Regions from separate parts of the Triticum aestivum genome. Here region 1 is linked to region 2. Evidence: chromatin contacts called from public Hi-C data. All regions are on one chromosome and are shown on one strand. The core of a region is the stretch at or near the end of the contact, and the rest is flanking DNA. Distances in the headings are between cores, read along the strand shown.

What was found. A called contact is a pair of places that touch in the nucleus more often than the background predicts.
Region 1: a Hi-C map of leaf shows a contact between it and region 2, with 5 times the contacts expected there. The contact joins the promoter of LOC123164510 here to the promoter of LOC123167559 in region 2. A contact is called at or near these places in 3 of 5 Hi-C or Micro-C datasets (all in leaf).

The regions. Positions count from the first base shown.
Region 1 is chr7D:507,797,050-507,803,743 of IWGSC CS RefSeq v2.1, forward strand. LOC123164510 reads left to right here and starts at 1,958. Exons shown (of 19, transcript XM_044582020.1): 1 at 1,958-2,356; 2 at 2,996-3,245; 3 at 3,461-3,570; 4 at 3,657-3,791; 5 at 4,977-5,208. The coding sequence starts at 2,050.
Region 2 is chr7D:507,404,860-507,410,716 of IWGSC CS RefSeq v2.1, forward strand. LOC123167559 (protein RGF1 INDUCIBLE TRANSCRIPTION FACTOR 1) reads right to left here and starts at 1,918. Exons shown (of 5, transcript XM_044585394.1): 1 at 1,589-1,918; 2 at 1,328-1,468; 3 at 942-1,174; 4 at 637-852. The coding sequence starts at 1,160.

The DNA of each region.
Region 1 (6,694 bases), core at 708-3,207, 390 kb after region 2:
ATTGGGTATATGGGAGGGCGGTGCGTTACATTCTACTAGACCATCCATATACTCTTTCTCGGAACCTGCAAAAGATTAAGGATGGAAACTTTCTCGCATTTGCTATTGGGCAAGTTGCCTGAAAATGAAATTTGGGTTAGCTGAATTTTGGAGAGCAGCCCAGGCAACGATGGAGACGCCACAACAAGGACTCGGACGGGAGACCTAGAGTCGGGGACGATGCGGCGGCGGTGCCACCGACGGAGGGGAGTCAAAGGCACGGCATCATGGCATGCGAGGGAAGAGGACACTAGCAACAGGTGGCGATCGCGTGGGAGGTAGGGACGGCTGTAACTGCAGGGTGGCGGCGACGAGGTGTCCAGGCAACGTCATGAACCAGATCCACCATCGGATTTGGTTTCGTGACATGATGGTCGTTGCTTGGGATGGAAGCTGTCGAGGAGCCACAATGCCCGCGATCTCTCACGCCTCTCACCCCGGGCCTTCTCCCTAGTGAGGCTGATCGCGATGGGATAGTGGTCGGCTGGGATTTGCTTGGTGGTGGTTGTCTAGGGTTTGATGTGGTGCGCACCGACCGACTGAACTCCAACTCATGGTGCACACTCGAGTTCCTCCTAATTTGTAGCGTGAAATTCAGCGGGCTTAAAATAGTAGGCCCACATAAGATATGCTCACGTTTTCAGCACTAGCCTTTTCTCATCGCAAATGTTATACACAAATCCTATTCCACGCATACACGTGGACGTGGGTACCAAGCAAATGCACATGTCACATCCCTATTTTCGGCGGGCCTAGTGCGGGCGAGACGCAGCCAACCAAAGGCACTTTATAAAATTTGCAAATACTTTCTAACATTTTGTGACATTTCTAAAAGTCCGTGTACATTTTTATAATTTTTAAATCATAGAAGTATTTTGGAAATATTTTTTATTTTTATGTTTGAAGGTTTATTCATTTTTCATGGAAGGTGACATTTCCCAATTTTCATGAACTTATTTTTCACATTTTCCATAAAACTTGTGAATTGCAGGAAAACCAGAAAAGAATAAAAAACGACACCTTGATGTGGGCCAACCCAAAGAGTCAGGTAAGGGTGCATGTTTGCTCCCTATTCTGCGTGTAATGCTTTTTTTGTATTTGGATTTTTTGCTTCTCTTTTATGTTTTATTTGTTCGTCTCCATTTCTTTATTTATATTTATCACTGTTTTCCTTTTATTATTATTTTCATTTTGTTTTAAATTTAGATCTTAGAAGAAATATAAACATTTTTTCTATATATTATTTTTTTAAACATAGAACACTTTTCAAATGCACGTTGAATATTTTCTAAACACATGAGGAACATTTCGAATATATCTTAAATAGACATTGATTTTTCTAAATATATGTTGAACAAAGTTTTATACATGATGATCTTTTGTTAAACATGTTTAATTTAAAAAATAAATGAATATTTTTAAATGCCTGAACACTTTTTAGAAAATGCATAAAATGTATTTTAGGAGTACATGCTTATTTTATATATTTGCACACACACATATTTTTTTATTAAAATGGTTATATTTATATAAATTAGTAAGACATTTTATTACATTTAAATATCATAAAAAGTGTTCAGGTGTCTCTCAAAATATATTACTCCCCTCAATCCATATTACTTGTCACTCAGATGAATGTATCTAGCAGTGAAATATGTGTATACACATCCGTTTGAGCGAAAGGTAATATGGATCGGAGGGAGTAGTGTATTTAAACTTTTTGTTTTTTGAGGGCATTAGTGTATTTTACATTTTAGCTAAAAAAACCTGCGCTACTTGTGCCGGCTCATGAAAGACGTGGGTGAGCGACCAGATCGTATGGCTCGCAGCGGGCGCTGTATAGCAGCTCCCCTTCCTCGTCGCTCTAGTCGCCAGCTCGGATTGAAGAAATTGTTGCTCGGGGCCCGTCACGAGCTCGCGATACGCAAGCCCATAATTCCTCTTCCCCTCTGTGTCTCAAAAAAATAAAAATAAATTCCTCTTCCCCTCTTCTGCTCCGGCGACTCGCCGATGTCCTTACCGCCATCCGGCCACCGTACCATCCTACTTCTCATCCTCATCGAGCTCCTATCGCCGCTCCTGTGCACGGGGGAGTCGGCGACGTGCCTTGCTGTGTACCGCGAGGGCGGCGCGCCCGCGGTGTACCAGTCCGCGCACTGCCCCCGCTGGACCATCCTCTCCGCCGGCGAGGGGGATGGGGACAAGGGCCCCTCCTCCCCGCAGCCGAGGAGGTGCCATGTGGCGGCTCACCGCGGCCGCCGCCGCTCCCAGGAGGACCGCGCCGTCTGCGCTCTCGGCATCCGCATCCCCTTCATAGGTACCGCACAACACGGAGTCAGTAAAACAAATCCGCAATTTACACGCGGTGCTGCACTGCAGCTATGAGGTGGAAGGGCGAGGGAATATTGAGAAATCATGTGCAGTTAACCAGAGCTTCCAGGATGATTGTACTGGCAACCTTGTTTATTAATTAATGCACTTATTATTGTGCTTCATGAACTCTTGAGCTAGAAATGAGGAATGAAAACAGTATTCTGCTTCTGGTTTACTGGTACTATGATTTGTACTCCTGAATGTTAGTTGGTATCTCATGTCAGAGAGTGTAGTCACTAAGAAATCGTAAAAATGGGAGTGGGAAGCTGGATACATGTTGGAAGGATCATAGTAGAAAGGTACCCTGCAGAGTTTATTAGACCTAGCACAACATCCTTTTCCTGCCATTAAGGTTGCATACTGCATACTGCAAGACTGCGAGTTGGTCAAGTTGATTAGTGCCTCATGACTTATATGTCTAGGGATAACAAGTCGCTATTAGCCTATTACATAGTCAGTCAAACGATTTTGTAGAAATACTTTCTTCAAAAGTGCTTTGGTTATTGTGATTTTATGCTCGATCCTTTAAGATGCACCTGGTTCATTTGTAATCTGATTCTGGCTAACTTGCTATATTATACAGAGCAAATGAGGATTAAAGAGGTGGATGTCGGAGTGATGGCAATATTTGATGGTCATAATGGAGATGAGGCCAGTGAGATGGCTTCTAAGCTCTTACTGGAGTACTTGTTGCTTCATGTTTATTTTCTTCTTGACGGTATATACTCCATCATGTTCAGAAACTCAACTGGAAAGCTGACACATAAGGAAGTTACTATTCTTAACAGTGTTCTTAACCTGTACAAAGAGGATCAGTCCAACCACGGGCAGAGGTTTGTCTTTTATCATGCCCTCTAATCCATGTAAATAGTTCTGGTTGTGTTTACACTATGAAGTTACATCCTGTTTACAGCATGTTGATGATGATTTTCATGTTTCCTTGATCTCAGAATGCTATCAAAGTATTAATTTTCATATGCCACTTTCGAAGAATCTGAACCTTATTTTCAGGGCAATAAAAGTTGTTCATGGTTCTAAAAAAGTGCAGGTCATGTTGGATATCACCCACAATTCTAGATCGATCTTTTCACATGGAAATTCTGAAGGAATCATTATTGAGGGCAGTTCAGGATATTGACCTAACATTCTCCAAGGAAGGTCTCATTTTCGTAAGCAAAATTAAACTTCATTGTGCACGTTCGTAATAATTGAAAAGGATTATTTGGCATGTGTAATGCAGGAAGCTTTACGAAAAAAATTCAAGTCCGGTTCAACAGCTACTGTGGTCTTGATAGCCGATGGCCAAATCATAACGGCTAATGTGGGAGATTCAAAAGCATTTTTGTGCTCACAAAGTCATGCCTCATACCGTCAAAAGAGTTAGTCTTCTTTCTTTTATTATTTAAATAACTTTCCCAGATGGATGTTGCTTGTTTTAGATGTTTTCTGTCCTGTCAATTACTCTCCTACTCTTGTTGGCAAGCATTTTCTTGCATTTTATTTTCTCCCTCCCCCTGTTACCCTGTCTCTCCAGATCCCATACTCTTTCAGTCTCATGCATATTACAGATTTACAGGCTATATTTATCTGGGCTGAAAATATCAAAGCATACTACTAATGTTATCCTAATTCCTATCCTCCTTGGATCCATGTTTCTTTGAGCAATGTTTATAATAAATTGTACGAGATACGACTAGCACTGTCTGGTGATCCACATTGCCTCGGTATGGGATTTGACATCCTTGTATATAATGCCGCAGAAACCAAGTGGCAATCTGGGAGAGAATAGGTGTGCCGTGACTTTGGCGTAAAAACAATAACCAAAACCACCATAATATAGTAGAACTACATATGGCGAGAAATGTTGAAAACGCCACGTTTTAGCTTTTAACTGTAACTTTTGAAACTGCCACGGTGCATTGTTCATGTCGTGATGCATCATTATCTCTTGTCTTGTCAGCATGGCCTTTGTTTTAATACAAGCTTCTCTTCATTAGACATTAGTGCATGCTTTGCTGTTAGGGGGCCTAGCTTTCATCCTTTTATGTGACTACCTGTATGTGCATTAGTCTTAAGACATTGCCTAGCTGGCTGTGTTCAATAATCGTTTTTAATCTTGGCTGGGTAGTTTAGGGCAGTATAGTTTTTCAGTTTTTTTCTTACTTTTGCTAGTTTTTTTTTTCCATTTTGGTTGTTAGTTTCGCGCCATCACGGTGTCCTTACTAATACAAAATGACGCGAATTTTGATGCATGTTCAAGGGAAAACAAACCTGTACTTATAATATCATGGTAGAAAATTTTATGTTAGGCTACCGAGTAAAATTTAGGCAGGTTGCAGTAACCAAGACCAATATTGGTTCATTTATGGATCAAATCATGAAAGAACTGTGGTAACAAATATTCTTCACTTCTAGACTTCTAGTTGAACAGGAGATCTCCAAAATTTGCTGCTTCATACAAATAAAACCTTCTGCTTTAAATGGTGTCTACATCCTGAATCTGCTTGTATGACTTGCACTGTGGACTTGTGGAGAAACAATAATCAGAAAGCTTCCATTATCAGGGAAACGGAGAAGAAAGAGAAACTCTAGCAATCACGAGGACTTTGCTTTGGCAAATTATGGTGGACCACTTTACAATGTAAAGGAGTTAACCAGGGACCATCATCCGGATAGAGAGGATGAGAGAAGGCGTGTAGAAGCTGCTGGTGGTTATGTTCTTGAGTGGGCTGGTGTATACCGTGTTAATGGTGAGCTTGCACTATCTCGAGCTATTGGCGATGTGCCTTTTAAACGGTTAGTACGCAATCTATTGAGTTCTTTTCTCCAATTATGTCTAACCTACCAGTTTCCCAAGGTTTTCAATGTATTGGAGTTTGCATATCTTGAAAAATAAAAAAGTTACATGTAGCCCTACTGCATTTTATTAAAGAGTAAATTTCACCAAACTGCAAGTATCGTGTACAAAGTACAAACACTCAGAAAACTACGGATTTGGGGATCAATATTAAGAACTATAGATCGTTCAATTTTATGATTTATCACATAACCGCATGTTGTAGGGTGCACTGAACATTCCATTTGGTCTACTAACTTGGGCCACAAGATGGCCTCTCAAAATAGTGCACCAGTTCCAGGCAACGAGGTAAGAGCTGATCAATTGGAATTTACTCATAGAACTGCTGCACAATTCTCTGAGGATGGCTTATGCGCCCAGATGGTCAGACCGCACCGGAAGTCAGTGCACAATGAAAAATTGATGTAATTAATCATGGAATCTATAGCTTGTACATTAAACCTGTCATTCTGCGAGTTATAGTGTTTACTTACAGAAGAGATTTAGGATCTTATTGGTTTGGGATGTTATCTCTGTTAACTGGAAATATTAAAATAAGTTGTTACAGTCTGGCTCTGTATTATACATGGCACCCCATCCCTTGCTCTAGTTTGTCTCTACCCCCAGCAGGCACAAGTGTTATTCTTCCTTGAAGTCGTTTCTGTCCAACCTCACTATGACAGATGCTTAACCCCATTACTTACTAGCATACATGGGCAACGTTATTTGATTTGAAGAAATCATAACAAAGCCAAATAAAAGAATGCTCAACATATACAGACAGTATGAAGTGTGCATGCCGAGCTCGCCCAAACTCAACATGTGCAGCCTCAACATGACACTCCCTTCACTGGGTTGAATGTGGATGCCTGGACGGCATAGTGAGAACTGAGAAGAGTTCTCAGAAAGCCGAATGGCCACCATTCGGTTCATCGCTTCATTGTCCAGACTCCAGAATTAAGGAAACAACTAACTGAACACCCACTAAGCATTGACCCTAACCAAGGACCGTCCAGTATACCAGGCTCTCAATAACTCTAGACACACATTCTTGTACTTATAAATAGAAAAATTATCAAAGAACTATACTTACTACTTACTACTTAGTTTACCTTGTATCAATCACAACGGTAACAAGAAAATCCACACCATCGTCATAGTTTCATCTAGGTACCCATTTTGCTCTGGACTTACTTGCGCAGTTGCTTCCAGCGATGGAGCTAGCAGTATAGCATTGAGGTCAGCTGACCCCAAATAAATTCGGGGAATCCTATGGTAAACCACTATTCCTCCATAGAGAACTACATTACAACTCTTGGTTGGCGTCATCCCTGGATGCTTCCTCGGTTCCCCTCCCTCCAAGTGCCCCGCTTAGTGTCCACCACTGGGTCCAGGCTACTGGTGCCATGAGGATATCTCTGGACTATGCCCCTTACATGCAATGAT
Region 2 (5,857 bases), core at 668-3,167:
CAAAGCAGCAGTGCCTAGCTTAGCTTGGCAGAGGACGGAAGCAAGAGAAAGCAAGACAAAAAATGTGCTTGCACCGCTGCATGGCACTAGGGTGCTAATAACAATACACAAAATATTAAGAAGTATTCTCAGGCTTAGTGCCGGCCAATGCAGTTGGTAACAGCGGTGGTCACTTGCTTGGCAGGGGGCCACGAGATCGCACAGCGGCAACCCCCTGGAGATTCGCGAGTTGACGCTGCTTTTTCCCCTCGCGTGGCGTGGAGCCGTGGACACTGGGCGCGCGCACGCGTGCACGCGTGAGCGCGAGCTGTGCCACTCCCTGGGTACTGGGTAAACTAAACCGGCACCGCGCACCAGGCCATCATCAGAGCCGACATGCACAGGACTGTACTACAGGAGAAGACTGCATTGCACTCAGGTTGCCGTTGACCCCCACCGCATGACCAGAAGCTTCCTCAGACAGATTTCAGATAGAGAGAGAGAGAGAGAGAGAGAGAGAGAGAGAGATTATGGCTGGTCCTAAAGAATGGTTTTCAGGGAGAGAAAGAAAATGGAGAATTTGTGCTGTGGCAGACATGGAACTTGGAAGAGACCAAGGAAGAAGAAGAGATGAGAAAGAGTGGGTGGCTAGGGTACCTTGCATCCGAGGGAGCAGAAGCGGAACGAGTCCGGGAGGCTGCGGCAGCAGATCTCGCAGGTGTTGGTGACGCCCTTGCCGGGCCTGGCCTGCGGCCGGCCGTTGAGGAACACGATCTTAGCGCTGTTGATCACGTACGTCTGCACGTGCGCGATGTCGATCAGCTTCCCCACCTCCGACACCCGGATCACGTTGTGGTACGACGAACGACGTATCTGCGCGACACACATCCATCCATCACAACTCAGAAACCACCACACAACACAATCCAGCCATGGATGATTTGGTTAAGAGTGGTGTGTACCTGGACGACGTGGTGGTCGCGGTGCGCCGGGACGCAGTAGGAGCAGAGGGCGCCGGCGGCGTGGTTGCAGCCGAGGCAGAAGAGGTTGCACTCGTTCTTGCTCAGGTCCGGGTGCGCCGGGCAGGGCACGAAGAAGCTCGTGCCCAGCAGCGGCCGCAGCCACGGCGGGCCCAGGTCCTCCTCCGACCGCACCATGGGGCTCTGCTGCACGCTCACCATCACCTGCACCACATCTCCACGAGGGGCACACGCAACACAACACGATTAATCAATCACCACACCGTCCTCGTACCCTCCAAAAACAAAATGCAACTCGCCGCCGGCCGCCACGAGCAGTAGCACTAGCACAGTACCTACAGATTAATCCGCCAAGTACAGAACTTTACCATGTCACCACCAGACGGCGCCCTTCGATCTTCTTCCAGGGTCACCGGATTGATCAACCAAGGCCTTGGGATTCCAAGCGGCGGCGGCGGCGGCAGACCAAGAAGACGACGGCGACGAAGAAGAGAGAATCAATCTGCCAGCTGACCAAAGCATACGCGAGATGAATGCAGAAGCAGGGGAAAAAAGCACGCGCGACGCGACGGCTCCACCACGGCCGGGGCCCGGATAACAACAGTATTAACGAATCAGCCGTCCGTTACCTGGTCGACGGGCGGGCAGAGCCGAGGGAGGAGGCCTCAGCGGACTGGCAAGCTCGAGCGGAGACGGCGGGGGGCGGCGGCGGCGGCGGAGACGAGGGTGAGGAGGGGATTCAATCCTGTACTCGGGGCTTCTGGAGATCGAAGAGGACGGAAGCGGTGTCGTGTGATCGTATATATCACAGGAAAGGAAAAAACACATATATTTGTGTTGTGTATTTGTATATGGACACGGATATATATCGACCGATGCGATGCCTCCCTTTCCCTCCTCTTCTCGACAACGAGAGAGGGACGGACGGGAGAAAAACAACGACGAAAAAAGGCGAGAACGGAACGGTGGAAGCCGATGTAAGGCGGTTTGGTTTGCATCAGAGACGTGTCCGCGGTTCTTTCCTGCGATAGCTAAAGCTCCAAAAAAGAAATCGTCTTTTACGCTCCCGCGCCCATGCTTTCACGTAATCGCGCATTTGGTTTTATTTTGCTTTTGTCCATGAGTGAAATGAAATATTCTCGCTCGGATATTCATTATGCATTATGCCGTCGAGTTCCCCCTTTTCCCCGGCCGTTCCTCTCTAAACCCTAGGAGAGAGGCAATCTCTGGCTAGGTCAATGCGCCCTCCTCCGCTTGCTCTGTCTTGTGGGAGTGTGGGGAGGCCCTGATCTGCCGGATGGAGTTGTGGGTTGTAGGTTTTAATTGTCCGTTGCTTCCGCCCTTCCAACAACGGTGGTGGCGGCGTCGCTCAATACAGTCTTCTTCGGCGACGCGTCGCTGGTGATGTGGGTGGTGTCGGGTCGGCGAATAAGGTCCCCTCAAGTCTTTCCATCTCGACAATGTCGTCTGCGACGGCGTCAAATTCTCGATAGTGTATTATCCCGCTTGGTCATTCTTATGGGTGAGGTTATGGTCATCGGTGTTTGTTGGCACAACGGCGACGACAACTCCCCTATGCAGTTTGTTCTTCCACCCTCGCCTTCGCCTCATCGATCAGCATCTGGTGTTAGCATGAGACCCATGATAAATGATTGAGGTTTGTAATTTGTGGCTCTTCCAGCGGTGACGATTTCATCGCCAAGATGCTGGTCTGATAGGACCGTGTCATTTATAACTTATCGTTGTGATCAAGTTCGACGGGCTGGATCCGACAACAGAGTGTTGGCATTGTGGGCCATTCGAGAGAACGGAAGTGGTTGAAACCAGGGAACTTCGATATATTTTTTAGGGGTTGCACTAGTTAGGTTAATAGATTCAAGTGTTTTTTTTTAACAAAGAAATGCATCCTCTAGGACTTATGTGGTTGTGATATACTAATATTATATTGTCGGTATTGAGTGTGTGGATTTTCCTCTGGAGCCTCATCAAGCCTTCCTGGAGACTAACTTGGTTATCATGGGTGCCGCTTCGCATCAAGATTTTCTTTTGGCATGTTTACCAGGGACGCTGCTAGACAGCCGGCCGTCTGGCACAACGCGGTCTAGCTTACTCTTCATAATGCCTCCTGTGCGATCAGGAGCCTGAAACCATGGAAGGCTTCTCATTGGCTGCTCATTCTCTCATCGGGTTTGGCACGAGGTCTTCGCATGGTGCCGAAGCACCACCACCACCCGCCCGAGCCAAGGGCTCGAGTTCCGTGAATGATTTTTCTTGACCGTTCACGACGTGCCTACTGCTATGCGCCGAGGACTCGCCTCGCCACCCTCATCATCCTCGCCGCTTGGAGAATTTGGAATCACCGGAATGCTGCGTTTTCAACGGCGACATACCATCGATCTCTCTTCTCGCGGATGGCATTCAAGAGGACGCCAGAACCTAGTCTCGCGCTGGAGCCAAGGGGCTCAGAACCCTTCTCGACGCGCCTTAGCGATAGCTACTTGGGGTCGCGCACCTCTTGTTTTGAGATTATATCTATTTCTTCTCCTATAAATGCAACGATATGCAAGTCTTTTGCGTACTCGCGAAAAGACTGGGGATTTTAGGCAAGATTTTTTCACTTTTTAAAACACAACTATTTTGTGCAAGTTTTTTTTAGAACAGTCAGTTTTATATAAGTAGCTCAAGTACTTTTCAGATGAACATGAGAAAGGGTTTTTCATAGTCTTAATGGCTCTCAATTAAATAGGTGTACCTTTGCACACGTACATGTACATACAATCTGAGGGATCATTTTGCAATAAGAAGATTTTACGGGATATGAACAACGAAAGGGAAATGTCATGGGGGATACGGCGGAGAAAAAGAAGAGGGAAACGGATTCCCACGGCGAGCGATACGGGCCGTCCGATGGGGACTCTGCTTTTGTGGAAGATGGCCACCAGGGGTGCGATAACTGACAGGGACTTTGGTGCTCGATGACGACGGCGCCCAATTAATTTCCTGCCATCCATCCTTCCCTGCTGCTTGGTGTGTGTATTCATGTACAGTTGCTTTTGCACAATCCACCCCAATTTATTACCATTGAAATGCCAATCGGGCATCTTGAGCGCCAAGACATGGTCAAGTTGGATGGGTGGTGGTGGCGCCTCTGGCTATTTCCAGCAACCACTCAACAATTGTACCCGCATATTTGTACTTGGTTTAGGAGACCCATGTCCTTTGGAGAAAGGAACAAGGCTTGGGGGGCGTATCTTCCTTGTGTTTTGACATGTCTAAACGGTGAGCTTGTTCGCCATGCCCATCGAAAGCAAGCAATTAATTTGTATATATCTTCAGTATGCAGGAATTTAGTTATAATCTTGCAGTTGTGCATGGTAGTGCACCTAGCTGGTCCTGCATTCGTGTTTGCTACTTATAGAATTGTTGCATATACATCTTCATTTTATTTTATTTTTTGCGATAGGCATATACATCTTCATTAACTTGTCATATCTCCTCGACGCTATTACATTGACTTAAGAGATATGCATAACTTTGTTTTTGATGAAGTTAAAACTAAACTTCTTTTTTCCTTCATAAAAAAGACCAGTCACAGTTGAAACAAAATTAACAAACTAAATTTGCAGGGTTTTCGATGTTTCTTTTTATTTACGCAGATGTTAAAGAGGGGGAAAAAAATACCATTTTCGGAAAAGGAACAAAAGCTATCAAAATTGTACATGGTATGATTAAAAACTTTGTTGTCTAAAAATAACGAACTCGAAAAAAGTTTCGCAATTTTGGTGTGCACGTAGCGGCATTAGAAAGATTTGCCACACACAAAAAACCGAGAATCTCTAACTCAGTTGTTTTTGCTAAATGAAAAATTTGCGCATATGTTGAAAGAGTAAACTAAATTTGCAGGGTTTTCATGGATTTTTTTTGAACTTCGCAGATGTTAAGAGAGAAAATAAATCACCATGTCAAAAAAGAAAATGAAAGCTAGAAGATGGCATGTGATCTTCTATATCTAAATTTCTTTCAACATATGCGCTTCAACATCACCTCAATTATTGATAGCCTGTTCGATCGAAATTGTGTGACATCATCAAGTCATGCATATACTCATAAGTTGCAATTTTGCATTAATATATCCATGCAAACTATGTCACGTCATCAAGTTATGCATGTCAGACACAAGTTAAACTTTCTTTTTGTGTCGATTTATCTATGCCCATGGACAATATACGACTATACGTGTTGGACGCTTGCAGCAAAAGTGTATGGTTCATGCCTCATATTTTTTGTTAAGGTTAATAAAGTTGTTTTATATTTTAATGCATTATTTTGCCACATACTTCACACGTTTTTGTTTGAAATGTAAACTACAAGCACTCTTACATTTTTCTTCATTAGGTTTATTTGTTTTTAAAACACCTATGTCCTCCCTCCGTCCCAAAATTCTTGTCTCAGATTTGTCAAGATATAGATGTACCTAATACTAAAACGTGACTTGATACATCCGTATTTAGACAAATTTAAGACAAGAATTTTGAGACGGATGAAGTATACATTTACTTTAACATGCTAATGTGCGGGGCATTATCTAGTTCGGCGGCTTCAGTGTGCGCCTAGCGGCACAAGAAAGATTTTCCACACACACAAACCCAGGAATCTGTAAATCAACTTGTGCCGAGAAGCCATATCAAGGGCAAAAGAATCTCCACAGTATCAGTATCAGACGCATGAGGCCAAAACTGAAAAAAGGGCCGTGTAACCTGTCCCTTCCCTAACCATCTATCCTGAGTGGCCGAGTGATGATGATGCTCCATTTCCTCTCCTTTTTCTTCCAAGTTTCTTTTTGTTTTCTGTTTTGTGCTTCCCCGCATCTGCCTCTGACCTATGCTTGTCTAGCTTGG